Linked DNA regions of Sus scrofa: all the other regions are linked to region 6. A link is a contact called in public Hi-C, HiChIP or PLAC-seq and promoter capture Hi-C data. All regions are on one chromosome and are shown on one strand. Each heading gives the region's core, a stretch centred on a gene start, on an enhancer-like site or on the middle of the called end of the contact. The rest is flanking DNA. Distances are from core to core; before and after follow the strand shown. Region 1 holds the start of SPI1 (Spi-1 proto-oncogene). Region 2 holds the start of FNBP4 (formin-binding protein 4). Region 3 holds the start of PSMC3 (26S protease regulatory subunit 6A). Region 4 holds the start of RAPSN (43 kDa receptor-associated protein of the synapse). Region 5 holds the start of NUP160 (nuclear pore complex protein Nup160). Region 6 holds the start of NDUFS3 (NADH:ubiquinone oxidoreductase core subunit S3).

What was found. Promoter capture Hi-C pulls out the DNA fragments that hold promoters and counts their contacts. A called contact is a pair of places that touch in the nucleus more often than the background predicts. HiChIP or PLAC-seq counts read pairs in DNA pulled down with a chosen protein or histone mark.
Region 1: a promoter capture Hi-C map of fetal skeletal muscle shows a contact between it and region 6, with 4 times the contacts expected there. The contact joins the promoter of SPI1 here to the promoter of NDUFS3 in region 6. A contact is called at or near these places in 2 of 5 promoter capture datasets (fetal liver and fetal skeletal muscle), 1 of 47 Hi-C or Micro-C datasets (embryonic fibroblasts) and 2 of 2 datasets of contacts at active chromatin or transcription factors (alveolar macrophages and skeletal muscle).
Region 2: a Hi-C map of liver shows a contact between it and region 6, with 5 times the contacts expected there. The contact joins the promoter of FNBP4 here to the promoter of NDUFS3 in region 6. A contact is called at or near these places in 3 of 47 Hi-C or Micro-C datasets (epiblast stem cells, heart right ventricle and liver) and 1 of 2 datasets of contacts at active chromatin or transcription factors (alveolar macrophages).
Region 3: a Hi-C map of liver shows a contact between it and region 6, with 2.7 times the contacts expected there. The contact joins the promoter of PSMC3 here to the promoter of NDUFS3 in region 6. A contact is called at or near these places in 3 of 47 Hi-C or Micro-C datasets (embryonic fibroblasts, liver and retroperitoneal adipose tissue) and 2 of 2 datasets of contacts at active chromatin or transcription factors (alveolar macrophages and skeletal muscle).
Region 4: an H3K27ac HiChIP or PLAC-seq map of skeletal muscle shows a contact between it and region 6. The contact joins the promoter of RAPSN here to the promoter of NDUFS3 in region 6. A contact is called at or near these places in 2 of 2 datasets of contacts at active chromatin or transcription factors (alveolar macrophages and skeletal muscle).
Region 5: a contact with region 6 is called in a Hi-C map of liver, with 5 times the contacts expected there. The contact joins the promoter of NUP160 here to the promoter of NDUFS3 in region 6. A contact is called at or near these places in 2 of 47 Hi-C or Micro-C datasets (both in liver) and 1 of 2 datasets of contacts at active chromatin or transcription factors (alveolar macrophages).

What each region holds. Positions count from the first base shown.
Region 1 is chr2:15,226,565-15,229,264 of Sscrofa11.1, forward strand. SPI1 (Spi-1 proto-oncogene) reads left to right here and starts at 1,367. Exons shown (of 5, transcript NM_001001865.1): 1 at 1,367-1,544. The coding sequence starts at 1,500.
Region 2 is chr2:14,894,158-14,896,857 of Sscrofa11.1, forward strand. It overlaps FNBP4 (formin-binding protein 4), which reads left to right and starts at 1,376. Exons shown (of 17, transcript XM_021083063.1): 1 at 1,376-2,341. The coding sequence starts at 2,110.
Region 3 is chr2:15,184,170-15,186,869 of Sscrofa11.1, forward strand. PSMC3 (26S protease regulatory subunit 6A) reads left to right here and starts at 1,313. Exons shown (of 12, transcript XM_003122809.3): 1 at 1,313-1,595; 2 at 1,829-1,912; 3 at 2,485-2,610. The coding sequence starts at 1,521.
Region 4 is chr2:15,165,660-15,168,395 of Sscrofa11.1, forward strand. It overlaps RAPSN (43 kDa receptor-associated protein of the synapse), which reads left to right and starts at 1,309. Exons shown (of 8, transcript XM_013994350.2): 1 at 1,309-2,620. The coding sequence starts at 2,429.
Region 5 is chr2:14,838,535-14,841,333 of Sscrofa11.1, forward strand. It overlaps NUP160 (nuclear pore complex protein Nup160), which reads left to right and starts at 1,522. Exons shown (of 37, transcript XM_021085052.1): 1 at 1,522-1,527; 2 at 1,958-2,279; 3 at 2,546-2,657. The coding sequence starts at 1,522.
Region 6 is chr2:15,035,480-15,038,179 of Sscrofa11.1, forward strand. NDUFS3 (NADH:ubiquinone oxidoreductase core subunit S3) reads right to left here and starts at 1,401. Exons shown (of 7, transcript NM_001243796.1): 1 at 1,240-1,401; 2 at 1,064-1,129. The coding sequence starts at 1,306. KBTBD4 (kelch repeat and BTB domain-containing protein 4) reads left to right here and starts at 1,240. Exons shown (of 4, transcript XM_003122803.6): 1 at 1,240-1,472; 2 at 2,372-2,700. The coding sequence starts at 1,454.

The sequences.
Region 1 (2,700 bases), core at 117-2,616, 190 kb after region 6:
CAACTACTCAGGGGAGGAAACGGAACACTCAAGAAGTTCTTCTCAAGAGAAGTAGACTCATCAGAGATCAATAGATCAAAAAATATCTCTATTCATCCTTCTGCCCTCCAGACTAGATCAGGAACTCCTTGAAGGCAGGGATCTTGTCCGTTACCTCTCCTTTCCCCTTGAACTCAATTATGATTGGATGATACATAGATAGATGGATGAAGGGATGGATGGATGCGGGGGTTGGATGGTTGGGTAGTTGGGGGAATGTATGGACGGATGTATGAATGGATGGATGGCTAGATGGACAGGTGGATGAATGGATTAATGGGTGAACAAATTAATAGCAGGATATACAGTAGATAAACAGATGGAAAAATGGATGCGTCACGGATGGGCTGATATATAAACATATAGATGGCTAAAGGGACAAGCAGATAAATGGGTGGATGGGTGATAGACTAATAGATAAATGGGCTAACGAGTGAATAGTTGGATAAACTGATAGACAAATGAATGCACGGCTGGCTTTCATGAGTGGATGGATGGATTGACAAACAGACCGATAAACAAATCGATGAGAAAACAGATGAATGGATGGACAGACAAGAAAGGTTTGATATCAAGGCATTGGTCAGGGGTGGGGAAACTGAGAAATCTGGGCTGGGAATAGAGCACTTAGGGATCTGGGAGAAGCGGTGGTGCTTGGGAAACTGGGAAGAGAGGGTGGAAGAACGCTTCTGGTGGAAGGGAAGCCAGTGTAAAAGGACTAGGAGGAAAGGGGAAGTGGTACCATGCTGAAGACCCTGGCCCGGAGCCCAGCGCTAGGCTTGGCAGAACCGAGGGGCTGGGGGCCCAAGGGCCCAGGGAGAGCCAGGCCTGGGAATCAGCTGGATCAGAGCCCTCAGCCAGCCAGCCTGACCCCAGAAAATGGAGGCCCCAAGAGGCCATCCTTACCAGCTCTGACCCCAAGGAAGTGACTGTTGGGCACGTGGAGGGTCTCTAGAGAGGTAGGTGTTTGTGGGGTTAGGGGCTGGAGAGCCTCAGCAGGGCGGGGGCAGCAAAGGCCTCCCAGTGGTGAAGCTAGGCTTCCTCCCTCCTTCTCTTCCTCCCCACCCCAGCCCTCAAGGCCGCCCCTCATAGTCCCCGGCTTCCTCTGGGCAGGGGGCCTGGCCCCCATGGCCTCCCAGGCCAGCCCCTGGAGCACCACCTGCCCCAGCCGGCCAGAGACTTCCTGTAGCGCAAGAGATTTATGCAAACGGGCTGGGGTGGTGATGTCACCCCAAGGGGACTATCTCCCAGCGGCAGGCCTTCGATAAAATCAGGAACTTGCGCTGGCCCTGCAATGTCAAGGGAGGGGGCTCACCCAGGGCTCCTGTAGCTCAAGGGGCAGGCCTGAGCCCTGCGCCCGCCCCGAGTCCGTCCGGCCCCCGACGGGGCGCCCCATCCCAAGGGGCTCCGCACTGGCCCCCACCGAGGCAGGGGACCTGACAGGCTCGGAGCTCGGCTGGATGTTACAGGCGTGCAAAATGGAAGGGTTTCCCCTCGTCCCCCCTGTGAGTACCGGGACTCCTCTACCAGCCCAGCCCGCGGCCCTCCGACGCCCGCCCGCCTGCCCGCCAGCCCACCAACCCGCTGGCTGCCCTCCGGCTATCAGTGGGAAGCTGGTGTTTCCTCCCAGCAGCTCCTGGCCTGAGACCCAGCGAGGGGGCCATTCGCTTCCTCGGAGCATGCCCTGGCGGGCTGAGGGCTGGGCCCACGGTGGGGCTGTGATCGGTGGGGCCTGAACGGTTATTTATAGTTGGGGCTCGGGTGGCAGGCCTGAGCCCCAGCGCAGGGTGCTGGGCTGAGGATGGTGAGGGTGGCGGCAGGGAGGTGGTGGCGGAGGAGATGAGGAGACTGGCTTGCCGGTGAGGAAGCCGGCCCCCAGGACAGTAAAGGCTCATGGGCAGGAGGCAGCAGGCCAGAGATCTCAGCCCAGGGCCTGGGTGCTCCTGGATACTGAGGCTGTCTTGAGCCTGAGTCCCCAACACCCAGGCTGGGGCCTGGCACAGAGGACATAGTTGTGGTCCTAAGGCTCTGAGCTCTGGGCCCAGGCCCTGAGTGGCGGAGGCAGGGGCCGGGGAGGCGCTGGGCTGGAGCAGTGAGGGGAGCAGAGACTGGCCATGCAGTTAGGGCTGGAGATCGGGAAGAAGAGGGCAGGAGCTGGGGTTGGAGACATCCTGCGGCTGAGATTGAGGCTGGGGTAGGGTCTGGTCAAGGGTGAGCCTGGGGTGAAGGCAGGGGCTGAGGCTGGAGGAGAAGAAGCAGGCGTCCCAGCGGTCCCCAGGGAGGGAAGGCCAGCCGTCTGGGGTGGACCCCTTCTGCTCCTGTTCTCAGTGACAGTTGCAGCCTTTGGCAGGTGTCAGACTTGGGCCTCTCTGAGAAGACCTATGTCCCTTTCCCACCCTGTCTGCCCTCAGCAGGGGTAGGGACACTTGCGGGGAGCTGGCAAGGACTTGGCAGGACCTGCCCACCTGACTCAGCTTTCCTGGCCTGGATGCAGCTCCCTTCACCACCCCCACCACCCAGCCAGGCCTCAGAGCCCCAGGGAGGCACCCCAGGTTGACATCCTGCTGTGGGGCTGTGCTACCCACAAACCCTGTGCTAGGATCCCGGCCTCCTGGGAGCCAGCCAGCCCCCACCTGGCCTGGTCCCACCCTTCTCCAACCT
Region 2 (2,700 bases), core at 126-2,625, 140 kb before region 6:
GGTGGGAACCCCCTTTTTTTTTTGGCTTCACCCATGATATGTGGAAGTTCCTGGGCTAGAGGTCAAGTCCAAGCTACAGCAGTGGCCCAAGCCACTAACTACAGTGTCGACATCAGAGCCTTAACCCACAATAACAAAAGGGAACTCCAGGGACCCCTGATTTCATAGCCAGAAGTGTGAATGGGGTGGGGTCCTCACTTGGGAGCTGGCTAATGAAGTAAAGACAGTTCTGTGGGAGACTGAGCCCTTGAACTTAAAGTGTCTGATGTCAGCTCCTGGGGGTTATGGTCAGAATTGAATTGATCAAAGTATACTCAGTTGGGCATGAGACGATAAATGATTGTGACCTAAAACAAATGAACTGCCAGTTATTTCTCCAGCAGAGGTGGGTTTATTCGGAATCATCAAAGAATTGCAATTCAAGGTTGGCTACCAAGGCAAACCAGGTACAAGTACCCACATGGCAAAGAAAGGAACTGCTTTTACAGAAAGGAAGAGGAAGTTGGAAGAGCTGTAGTAAACAGCACGTGGCTTTTCATTGGCTGAGTCCTTCCCAGGAAAGAAGAGGAATCTCTTCCTATTGGGCTCTGCTATCTTCACAGGGCGGGAGAGCTGCCTGGCCCGCTCTGGTTTCCCAACTTTTTTGGGGGTGGGGGGTCACGCCCACACATGCATAAGTTCTAAGGCCAAGGATTGAACCTGTACCATAGCAGTGACAACACTGGATCTTTCACCTGCTGAGCCACCAGAGAACTTTCCAATTCTATTAAAGTAAGATTTCTTGCATTCCCATCCTGGCTCAGTGGGTAACCAACCAACTATATCTATGAGGACATGGGTTCAATCCCTGGCCTCGACTAGTGGGTTAAGGATCTGGCATTGTTGTGAGCTGTGATGTAGGTCACCAACACAGCTCGGATCCCACATTGCTGTGTCTGTGGTGTAGGCTGGCACCTTGGCTTAAGCATTAAAAATAATGTAAAGAGTGGGGGGGAAAATGTAATGCATACATATAAGGATCACCTGACCCCCTTGCTGTACAGTGGGAAAATAAAAAAATTAAATTAAAAATAAAAAAAATTAAAAAAAAATAATGTAAAGAGCTTCCCACCCCTTGGCATATAGACGTTCCTAGGCCACCAGGGATCCTTAACCTACTGGGCCACAGGAAACTCCCATCACTGGATTTCTTAAGCTCTAGAATGGAGGAGACAGCTATCAATGGAAAATCAAGTGCTGGGGAGGGGCTCAGCATTGACATAAAAGGTTGAGATGTAAAGCTTGCATGGGTCTTGAAAAAAACATTTTTCCCACGTGGTGCAATGGTTACTCCAGCTTGTGTAAAGGATGGAAGTGAGACAACTGCTCCCAGCAGCTGGCTGCAGAAGGGGACAGGGGAGAGGACAGTGCTAATAGAAGATAAATAAAGCAGGTTGGGAAGGCCAGATTAGGATGGCTCCCTTATCCCATCCCCACAATTTAGGTTCTTTCCTCCAATGCTAGTAAATCTAGTCATTTTTTTCCAGCCAATAAACAACGAGGTCATCTTTATGCTCTAGGAAAAAATTTACTAAACCATTAAAAGACTCACTATTCTACTTAACATTCAGTGTTATACCGAAAGTAAGCCACGATAAGTTGGGTGAAACTTGGCTAAAGACCTGGAAAACAGCAAGTTCCCTACATAACAAACGACAAACTGATACACAAGAACGGACACAAAATGGAGGACAAGGCGGTAGAGAAAAGACTGCAAAAAACGCATGGGTGGAGCCTGACGTAATTGGAAGCGATTCTAAACTGAGACCCTTCCTCACTATTGGCTTGACGCTCATTCTTTTTCCTTTTCCATTGGCTACCAGCTCCTTCTGTGCGTTAAAACAGCCAATAGCCTAGCCCTGTGGGTAAAGCCCGCCCTCCATCCATGGGGGGAGGAGCCTGAAAAGCGTAGGAGGCCCCAGGCGCTTGCGCGGGCAGGCCCTCCACCGGTTAAAAGCGGATCCTTGCAGGAGGCGGTGTCGCAGTGTATGAATATTGATTACGCAGCGCCGCGCCGAACGCCCGCCCCTCTCGGCTTCCCGACGCTCGCGGCTCGCGCTAGGGCTCGCGATGGGGAAGAAGTCCCGGGCGGTACCCGGCCGTAGGCCCATCCTGCAGCTCTCTCCGCCGGGTCCCCGGAGCAGCACGCCTGGCCGGGACCCGGAGCCGGAACCCGACACCGAGCCGGACACGACGGCTGCGGCGACCAGCCAGCCAGCCCCGGCGGCGGTGGCGGCGGCAACGCCGCAGACGACGACCGTGGTGACTACCGCCGCGGCCCCGGACGACTCGCCTTCGGAAGGTAAGCGTGCACGAGGGCCCTTAGGTGGAACGTCGGAAACTCGAGCTCGGAGCTTGGGGCCTAGGCCTCTCGAGCAGGTCCCTGAGGAGGAAGAGAAACCCGGGCTGGTGGCGTTTGTATCTGAGGCCTGCCGCACGGGGCCTGTGGGGAGGACGGCTGTGGGCCCCTAGGCGGCGGAAGGGTCGGCAGAGCAGTGTGCGCCCGGCCGGAGCCGACCCAGAGGCGCCATTTCTGGTGCAGGGCTTGGCCCGGCCACCCAGTCTGCTCAACGTCTGCTCTCGGTTTTGCATAACTTACCGGGTAAATATGAGAGTATGCGTTTCCGCGTCCCAGGCTTGGTGACGGTGGAACCTGCCCTT
Region 3 (2,700 bases), core at 63-2,562, 150 kb after region 6:
AGGTGGGAAGTCTCCAATATCTGTAGAGTAAATTGACAAACTGGAAACCCAGGAATGCTGATGGTTTAGCTTCATCAAAATCATAAGGCCTGAGAACCAGGAGAGCTGATAGTGTAAATTCTAGTCTGAAAGCCAGCAGGTACAAGACCCTAGAAGAAAGAGGCTGATGTTTCAGTTCAAGTCTCAATCCTGAAAAAGACCCATGTGCCAGTTCAAGGCAGTCAGGCAGGAAGAGTTCCCTCTTTCCCTGGGGATAGTCAGCCTTTTTGTGCTAGTCAGATCTTCAACTGATTGGATGAGGCCCACCCTCTTTTAGGGAATCCCCTAATTCTTTTTTTTTTTTTTCAGGGCTCCACTCGTGGCATATGGAGGTTCCCGGGGCTAGGGCTGGAGGTGTAGCCACTGGCCTATGCCACAGCCACAGCAACGACAGATCCGAGCCACATCTATGACCTACACCACAGGTCAGGCAACACAGAGTCCTTAAACCACTGAGCGAGGCCAGGGATGGAACCTGCGTCCTCATGAATGCTAGTCAGATTCATTTCCCATGAACCACAATGGGAACTCCCATTTTTTTTATTTTATAAGGGCCACACCTGCAGCATACTGAAGTTTCCAGGCTAGGGGTCAAATCGAAGCTGCAGCTGCCGGCCTAAGCTACAGCTACAATGCCAGATCTGAGCCACATCAGTGACCTACCAAGAGGCTTGCAGCAACGCCTCTTAGCCCACTGGGCCAGACCAGGGATCAAACCTGCATCCTCCGGGATACTAGTCAGTTGGTAATTGCTGAGCCACAACAGGAACTCCATTAAGAGAATTCCCTAATTCTTAACTGGGCCAGTTTCTGAGGTTGAAAGCCCCCCTTCAAAAATGGCTTTTCAGGGGTTCCTGTTGTGGTGTAGCGGAAACAAATCCGACTAGTATTCCTGAAGATGCGGGTTCATCCCTTGCTTTGCTCACTGGGCTGGGGTTCTGGCTTGGCCGCGAGCTGCGGTGTGGGCCGCAAATGAGGCTATGATACCGAGTTGCTGTGGTTGTGGCTCCGACTCCACCCCTAGCCTGGGAACTTCCATTTGCCGGGAATGCACCCCTCGCCCTCGCTCCCGCCCGCGCCAAAAGCAGCAAAAGAGCCTTTTCATGCGCCCGCTGGACTAGGACTACATTGCCCAAAGGCCGTCTCGTTCCCCTCTTTTCTCCTTCCTCTTACGTTTTTACATCAAGGCCACGCCCCTCTGCGCGTGTCAGCCAATAGCGCATTACCTCTTGCGATGGCATAAACAGGACGAGGGCGGGAACGGTTCCGGAGCCTTAGGGGCGGGTCCTGTGGCCCGGGCCTCGTCTTTTGAATCGCAGACGCAGATTCGCTGTGGTAACGCGGCGCAAGCTAATTCTGTCAAGAGTCAGGACTTGGAGAAAGAGGGCTGGCGTTAGTCAAGCGCAGGAGTTAAGAAAGACATTATTAATCTCTCGCCCCGGCTGCTGTCCGGTTTAATCTTCAACCTTCTCCTCCAGGAAATGAATCTGCTGCCGCAGCTCGAGAGTCCAGTGACTCGGCAGGAGAAGATGGCGACGGTGTGGGATGAGGCTGAGGTGCGCGGCGGGAGAGCTTGGGGTCTTGGAGCCAGGGGCCAGCGTAGAGATGCTCTTGTCAGGAGGGGAGGCGGTGGCTGGGGGCGGGGGGGGTCAAGAGCTAGCCCGGTCCGGGGGTTGGGGCCGCTGGGGATGTGGGCAAGGGTCTTATGGTTTTATGGATGAGGAAACTGAGGCTGAGCTCACAGTCATCAGTTAGCTGCCCTGAGTTTAATAAAAAAATTTTTTCACAGCAAGATGGAATCGGGGAGGAAGTACTCAAGATGTCCACAGAAGAGATCGTGCAGCGCACACGGCTGCTGGACAGTGAAATCAAGGTGGGCGCACAACCCCTGATCCCAGCTGCTACTCTCACGTCTTTCTCGACCTCCCTAGGGGCGGTGTGGGGACCGCCCTCTGACCAGGAAAAGAGAGAAGAAAACTAAGCTTTAAAAGGGACCAGAAGAGAGGGTAGCAGGAGACCAGGCCTGAGAGGAGGACTCATCAGACTGCCTTTCCCAGCGAGGTCTTTCAGTCTTCCCCTGGAGAATCCCTTTTTTAGGAAGTCCCCGTTTTACAGATGAAGAAACTGAGGCTCACAGAGGTTTTTTTTTACTCTGGTGAAGTACACAGCCTGTAACAAAAGGCAGAAGCTAAAATCTCTGTTTGGTTGACTAAAGTCATGTTCTTTTTCCCTTTACTCCAGCTATTTCGCCAGGAGGTGTCCAGACTGGCCTCCTGTTTTGACCTCTGCTGGTTGTGGACACAGCCTGAGCTTTCAGGGAGCCTTAGAGCTGAGAGCACCGGTGCAGGAGGGTCCCTTGGGCAACCTGGACTTCACTAGTTACAAGGCCTTAGGACAAGCTGAGAGCTAAGGCTGAATGTTTGCTTCCACTTACCCCTACCCCAGATCATGAAGAGTGAAGTGTTACGAGTCACCCACGAACTCCAAGCCATGAAGGACAAGATCAAAGAGAACAGTGAGAAAATCAAAGTGAATAAGACCCTGCCGTACCTGGTCTCCAACGTCATCGAGGTGTGTGTGTATGTGGAGGGGAAGAGAGAGGGTCACTGGGGCTTGGAGATAACCTGCAAGGGGACCATTGGGGAAAGAGTGGGTGGGCGT
Region 4 (2,736 bases), core at 59-2,558, 130 kb after region 6:
ATTTTCTCAGAGTTCTGGAAGCCAGAAATCAGAGGTCAAGGTGTTGAAAAGGTTGGTTTCATGGGAGGCCTTTCTCCTTGCCTTGTCAATGTCCCTCTTTCTCCTCCTCTATGTGTCTGTGTCTAATCTCTTTTTGTGACACTAGTCATATTGGATCAGGGTCCATTTTAATGGCCTCTTTTTACTTCTTTAAAGGTGGTGTCTCCAGGAGTTGCTGTGGTGCAACAGGATTGGTGGCGTCTCTGTAAAGCTAGGACGTAGGTTCAATCCCTAGCCCGCTGCAGTGGGTTAAGGATCCGCCAGTGCCCCAGCGTGATGTAGGTCACAACTGGGTCTCCAAACTGATCCCCGGCTGGGAACTCCATACGCCATGGGGCAGCCAGCAACAGCAGCAAAACGATAGTGTCTCCAAATAAGTCATATTTTGAGATACTGGGGTTAAGGCATCCACATATGAATGGGGGACAATTCTACCCGTAACACAGAGGAATGAGGGGTGACTGCTAATGAGCACGGGGCTTCTTTTCAGGTGATGAAAATGTTCTGGTAGTAGTGGTGATCGTTGCACAAATTAGTGAGTACAGGCACACCTCAAAGGCACTGCAGATTTCATTCCAGACCACATAAAGCAAGTATCTCTGGAAAGCAAGTCACACAAATTTTTTGATTTCCCAGTGGGTATAAAAGTTATGTCTGGAGTTCCTGTCGTGGTGCAGTGGTTAACGAATCCGACTAGGAACCATGAGGTTGTGGGTTCGGTCCCTGGCCTTGCTCAGTGGGTTAAGGATCCGGCGTTGCCAACTCAGCCTGTGGTGTAGGTCACAGAGGCGAATTGGATCTGCCAATAGATTTGCTCAAGGCAGTGTTGCCACAGAACCTCAATTTGTGAAAAATACAGTATCTGGTAGTTCCCGTTGTGGTGCAGTGTATTAATGATCTCGGATCTGGCATTGCTGTGGCTGTGGAGTAGACGGGCAGCAACAGCTCCGATTCGACCCCTAGCCTGGGAACCTCCATATGCTTCGGGTGTGGCCCTAAAAAGACAAAAGACAAAACAAAAACAAAAACAACTTGGCCCTTGTCCACGCTCCCTGGCATTAACCTCATTATAAGGGACTCTTTCAAACCTTTTTTTTTTTTTTTTTGTCTTTTTTTAGGGCTGAACCCACATGTATGGAGGTTCCCAGGCTAGAGGTCCAATCAGAGCTGTAGCAACTGGCCTATACCACAGCCACAGCAATTCAGGATCTGAGCTGCATCTGCGATCTACACCACAGCTCATGGCAATGCTGGATCCTTAACCCTCTGAGCAAAGCCAGGGATCAAACCCTCATCCTCATGGATCCTAGTCGGGTTCGTTAACCACTGAGTCATATAGGGAACTCCCAAGGACTCTTTCAAACTGGGACTGGGGTTGGAGTTGGGTGTTTTTTTAAACCTTCAAAGGCCAACTTCTATTCCGGGTGGGCAGTTTTCCACAGAGTAGATGGACAAAGCTCAAGAGAACCTGTCGCTCATGTCACACAGTCTTTCCTAGGTGTCGGGCACTGTTGATGCAGTCATGTAGTCCCCCTAACAATCCGGTGGAGTAGGAGGCATTACGTCCTGCCCAAAGTCATGCCGTCCACACAGCTAACAGGCAGCCGAGTCAGAATTCAAACCCTGGCAGCTGGCTCTGGGGTCCAGGCTGTTACCCACCACGTGATGCTGCTCCCAACAAGCCTGCGAGTTAGGGTTTATTAGCCTGTTAGAGCCTCATGTTGCAGAGGGGGACACTGAGGCCCAGAGAGGTGAGCGATCGGCTTGGGCCAGCCTGTGAGTTAGGACAACGTGTGGGGATGGTGTGAACAGGGGCACCGAGGGTAAGTGACCTCGGTGCTGGTGACTCACAGGAACAGAGCCTCGGGAGGGTGGGCAGAGAGGGGAGGTTGCGATGCAGGAGAGGCAGGGCTCAGTGCTGGGCACCCGCCTCAGCCTCCCGGCCGCCCATGTACCCAGCCTCATCCCTTCCTCCTCCCGCTCTCGGCCCACTCCTGGAGGCAGCTCCTTGGTTGGGCTGCGAGGAGGCCTGCCCTGCCAGGGGGCTCAGGGCCACTGTCAGAGGTGCTAAAGAGATGCCCCAAGGGGCTGTCCGGGGCAGGGGGGTGGGGGGCAGTGAACACCTTCCTCCCAGCTTGGGGGTGGGTGCGGCAGAGGCCCGCGTGACCTTGTGCCTGACATTCCTCAGCAGCCACGTGGCCCCAACTGGCAGGGACAGCTGCAGACAGGGGCCGGACCAGCTTTGTTCCCAGGGTGGCGCCCGTTCTCCATCCAGGCCCCACTCCTTCTGAGGGCTCAGTGGGCAGCTGGCACAGTGGGTTCCCTGCCATGAGTGCCTAGAGGCACAGAGCCACCAGGGTCTCTCCGCGGGCGGCGAGGGTCTCTGAGGATGGGGCAGGACCAGACGAAGCAGCAGATCGAGAAGGGGCTCCAGCTGTACCAGTCTAACCAGACAGAGAAGGCGCTGCAGGTGTGGATGAAGGTGCTGGAGAAGAGTTCCGACCTCGTGGGGCGCTTCCGGGTGCTGGGCTGCCTGGTCACGGCCCACTCGGAGATGGGCCGATACAAGGAGATGCTGAAGGTGGGAGCGCCCGCGGCCGGAGTGGGAGGGTGGAGCCAGCGTAAGGTCTCTCCCGGGCATTTTGGCCCCCCTCCTGCCTCCTCAGGGTCCCCTGTGTCCCACAGGCTAGTGGCCGG
Region 5 (2,799 bases), core at 272-2,771, 200 kb before region 6:
CTGTGACAGGAAGAGGGACAAAGACCAAATATAATGTTCTTATTATAAATTACCATCCCAAGGGATTCAATTGTGAGGGTGGAGCCCTCACGAAAAAGGGATTGGTGCCCTATTAAAAAAAGACCCTACAGGGAGTTTCCATCATGGCTCAGTGGGTTAAGAGTCTGACTAGTACCCATGAGAGTGCAGGTTCAATCCCTGACCTTGCTCAGTGGGTTTAAGGACCCACTTTATCCCATGAGCTGTGGTGCAGGTCGCAGATGCAGCTTGGATGTGGCACTGTTGCGGCTGTGGCGTAGGCCAGCAGCTGCAGCTCCAATTGGACCGCTAACTTGGGAACTTCCATATGCCACAGGTGCAACCATAAAAAAGCAAAAACAAACCAACAACAAAAAAAATCCCCACAATTTAAGGACACGGCACAAGAGATGGCTGTCTATAAATCAGGAAGCTGACTCTCACCTGACGCTGAATCTGCTGGTCTCTTGATTTTGGACTTCCCAGGCTCCAAAACTGTGTGCAGTACGTGTTAGCTGTTTAAGCCACCCAGCATATAGTATTTTGTGAAACAAGAAGAAACAAAATGTAAGTGGTGTTTAGGAACAGTTAGAGTGTATTTGTAAAATGGAGAGGCAGGGAGAACAACAGCAAAATAAGATCAACTGGAGTTGTTTCCATTATCTAAGAATGAAATGTGGAAGACTGTTGAGGAAAAGTATGAATGTAAAGGAAAGACAAGAGAATGTTCCTGATATCTATTGCTGGCTAACAAATTACCCCAAACTTAGTGACTTTTGACTCTCTCACCAGACATCTCTCACTTTAAGTAACTTGAGAGCCCTTCCATGTGGTCTCTCCCCATGATTCCTCCAGGATGGCAACCCCAGGATAGCTGAATTTATTAGATGGCTTCCCTCCTAGTTAGCACTCCAAGAGAGAAACAGACTCTGTTAAGGCTAGTCTGGGAGTTTCTGTCCTGGTGCAGCGGAAGCAAATATGAGCAGGAACCATGTGGTTTCCGGTTAGGTCCCTGGCCTCGCTCAGTGGGTTGAGGATCTGGCGTTCCCATGAGCTGTGGTGTCGCAGAGGCGGCTCGGATCTGGTGTTGCTGTGGCGGTGGCATAGGCTGGCGGCTACAGCTCCGATTGGACCCCTTGCCTGGGAACCTGCATGTGCCGTGGGTACGGCCCTAAAAAGGACAAAAGACCCAAAAAAAAAAAAAAAATTAAAAGGCTAATCTGGCACAGAGTCACTTCTGCTGTGTTCAATGAGTTACAGCAGTTACAGAGCCCTCCCAGATTCCAGAGGAAGGGACAAAGACCCACCTCCTGATGGGAAAAAGTCAAAGAATTTGTGGTCGTCTTTAATCTGTCATGTTGATACATGAGATTTAGACTAACTTTCCCCTTGAAGACTGGCATTTTCCTCCAAATCCAGCATCTACTCTGCCCTAAATGCAGGTAAAGCACAAGACCTTCCAAACAGATCACAAATGGAAGATAAAGGAAATTTCTTTCACGTATGCAAGTGAGTAGCATTTAGGGGCTTCAAGCAGGTAACTGCATCAATGTTTAATTAAACACATTATGCTTCATTATACAAGAACACACGAATACAGTCTCTCGAAAAAACCCAACACAAAAGGCCACTCTGCCCTTCACTCCGCCCCCAACCCACGTCGCTGAAAGGTGAAGAAAAGGAGACCAGGCGGAGATTCACTGAGTAACACGGGGAAGCAAGGAGAGGCGATCAAAAGCTCGAAATCCAGTAGATGGCGCCCATCTGCGTGGCCTCCTAGGACCTCGCCCCTCCCTGGAGGCTCTGCCCAGCCGCTGCCCGCGCCGGAGTTTTTAAAATGGAAACAAACCCGGCTCCGCCCCCTTCCCTGAGGCCGCCGGGAAAATGGCACCGCCCCTTGGGGCTTCCTCGCCGGACACGCAAAGGTTCCTGCAGGTAGATCCTGCAAGCTCCCCCTGCCTCCTCTCATCTGGCTTCCTCCTTGCCCACCCTGTCTCCGGCCAGCTCGGTGGAAGCCTCACAACGGTGGGTCGGACAGGCCCTAGACCTTTCCGGGTTTCTTCACCTGTCCGCATCTGTGCTTGCTCCGCCCCCGGAAGTGACGACAGCCGCCCGGCTGGGCTGGTGTCCCGTCAGGCCTCGCGGCGGCGGCGGCGGGAAGATGGCGGCGGCGGGAGCCATGGAACGGAGCTTCGTAGAGCTCAGCGGAGCTGAGCGCGAAAGGCCAAGGCACTTTCGGGAATTCGCAGTTTGCGACATTGGTACGGAAGCATCCAGTAGGGCTCGATGCAGCTCCTGCCCTCGGGATCTTCCCGTGGATCCCTAAATCTCTGTCCTCCAGTTCATCCTCCTGAGCCCACATGCCTCCAGCCCCGGATTCAGAGCTTCATTAGTGTTCTACTTCTTTCTCTTTTTTTCCCCTTTTTGCATGGATTTTCAGTCTGTCACCCTCTGCTTTCTCAGCGCCCTCAGTCCGTGTCATCCCCTGAGAACCACGTGTGCAAGGGTGACCACTCTTCTTTTGCAGGAACTGCAAATGCAGTGGCCGGAGCTGTGAAATACAGTGAGAGCGCGGGAGGCTTCTACTACGTGGAAAGTGGCAAGTTGTTCTCCGTCACCAGAAACAGGTTCATTCATTGGTAAGTGCTGTGTTTGTCAAATCTCCCGAAAGGGCGTTTTGTTCGGCGGCTGAATTTTCGTGACTGTTCCCAAGGTGTCGTTTATTCTCCGAAGTGGTTATAGACAGGAAAAGAGAAAGACTGTTTCCTATTGATATCTGAG
Region 6 (2,700 bases), core at 151-2,650:
AGACCAAAAACAAAAAAAGAAGTAATGAAAACTTAGTAAAAATGCCACCTATACAGGCCACCAAAAGTCACTTTATTACTGCAGCTGAGGTGTCTGCCTTTCATAGCAGATTCTCAAGCCAAGAACCTTAGGGCTGAAGGGCCCTCATAGATTATCTAGCTGAAATCCATTTTTTTTTTTTTTTTTTTTTTTTGCTTTTTTAGGGCCACACCCTTGACATGTTGAAGTTCCCAAGCTAAGGGTTGAATCAGAGCTGCAGCTGCCAGCCTACGCCACAGCCACAGCCAAGCCAGATCCTTAACCCACTGAGGGAGGCCACGCATCAAACCCGCATTCTCATGGATACTAGTCAGGTTCGTTAGCAATGAGCCACTGAAACTTTATTTTTTTATATTTTTGCACAAATGAGGAAACTGAGACCCAGAATGGGTCTTTTTACTCCCAGGGCTTATGTTGACCGTAACTAATTCCCATATATTCATTCGCACAACACTACCTCACTGAGCAACCACACATCCTAGGCTGCAGAGTATTAATACCAGTTCTCTGCCTTAGGCAGCGAGCAGGCCTGCTGTCTCTCACTAGTGCTGTGACCCTGGGCAACTTACTTCTCTGGACTGTTTCCTGCTCTACAGTAGAAAAGCATAATACTATCCACCCGGTAAGATTGTGGGGAGAAATGAATAAGATCATTCATTAATCGCTTAGCGAGGTGCCCGGCACAACAAGCATTCAACTAACGCCAACTATTATTATAATAAGAAGGCTCTGAAGCCCAAAGTTTGTTTCCTGCTCTCAAAGAGCTGACAGTTTAATCGGAGAAAAAGAAAATCACTAAAGTGGACAAAAGGCAACAGGGCACAACAGAAAAGGCTCTAGGGCACTAGGTGCCCGATTCTGCCTGCAGAGTGAAGACCGTTGCAGTCAGCTCTCCAAGGACAAGAAGAGACTTGCCAGGAGGACGCAGAGAAGGGCAGCCCAGGACAAGGGCAAACATCTGACAAAGGGAATGAACGGGGCCCCGCCTGTAGTCCCCATAAGGGCCGGACTCGCACATACTCACGGCGCGTGTCGGCCGCAGCGCTTTCCTTCCTCACAGGCAGCAAAAGCACCGAGGGTCGCCCGGACACTGCACGGGAATATAGAGGCACTGAAGCGCAGGGTGAGGCTTGAGGGGGCTCCCTGCGCTGGACGCGCCGCCGCTCCCCCCCTGGCCCTCAGCCTGCTGCCCTTGCTCACCCCTAGCCACCGCCGCGGGCCCCACGAGCCCCCGCCAACAGCCCCTTGCAGCCGCCGCCGCCGCCATGTTTCCCGGCTGCAAACCAGGTAGCAGAAGCCAGATCCGCAGGACACGGAGCCCCAAGGGCACGGACCGGAAGCGGAAGTGTGCATCGGATCTTCTTCCGGGCGGACGCGGGGCCGGAAGCAGAGGTTCCGGGTTCCGGGCTTCGGAATGAAAGGAGGGAAGGCAGGTGAGAAAGCGAAGCCCGCGGGTGGGGAAACCGTGAGGTGAATGTGACCCTAGCTTGTTGTGACAGAGGCTGGAGAGAAGGAGAGGATCCTAAAGAACCGGACCGGTGAGAGGAGAAGGGGCGGGAGATCTGGGTTCCACATTCCATACCCCTCCTCCGCTCCCCCAGCTAAGCTTTTGATTAGGGCCAGCAGGCAAGCTAGGGGGAGGGGGAGAGAAGAACGGTTTCCCTGGCGACCGTTTCCCAGGCGACTCCAGGTGGAGCGGGGACACTGCACGTGGCAATGGGCCTCCTTGGGCCCCTTGCTGGGGATGGTTGGGTTCCGTGTCGAGTTCTGAGACGAAGCCTTGGGGAGTCATTAGGGCGAGCGGGGAAGTGCCAGGGAGAGGCTCAGAAAAGAGCAAATGTAGGATTAACATGTCCCAAGCCAAGCCTTGTATTAAAAGGTATGGATCACAAGCAAGGGGAAAGAGGGGGTCTTTTTTGTCGGATTCTGCTGCTCCGAGCCTCATTAGTTTTATATTCGATAGTTATTTGGTTAGTAAGCCTTTTTGCCAGGTTTTTTAAATCATAGGCTTCCTCCAATCACTTGCGTTCATGTGTTGACCTAAATACCACGCCTTTTGTTGCATCATGAAAAGGAGTATTCTGTGTTTTCTCAGAGAAACACCCAGAGTAGGAAATTTTTATCTCATTGGGGATGGAATGTTATTTCAGGAGAATGAACCCAGCTTTGGTTGAAGGAGAATGTTAGAGATATCATTAGCAAGGCTAGAACTAAGGCTAATCTGGCCCACTGTGCCCTCATTTCCCCCTTCTCCCCCCGTGAATTGGACAGTTGGATTCGTAGACTGTAGTTGTGACTTCCTTAAGTTATTCAGGGTGGTGGTATTTTGCAGACAGCTGGCAGAGAGAGAAGTTGGCTACTACCATGGAATCACCGGAGGAGCCTGGAGCATCCATGGATGAGAACTACTTTGTGAACTACACTTTCAAAGATAGGTCACACTCAGGCCGTGTGGCTCAGGGCATCATGAAACTGTGTCTGGAGGAAGAGCTCTTTGCTGATGTCACTATTTCAGTGGAAGGCCGAGAGTTTCAGCTCCACCGATTGGTCCTCTCAGCTCAGAGCTGTTTCTTCCGGTCCATGTTCACTTCCAACCTGAAGGAGGCCCACAACCGGGTAATTGTGCTGCAGGATGTCAGCGAGTCTGTTTTCCAGCTCCTG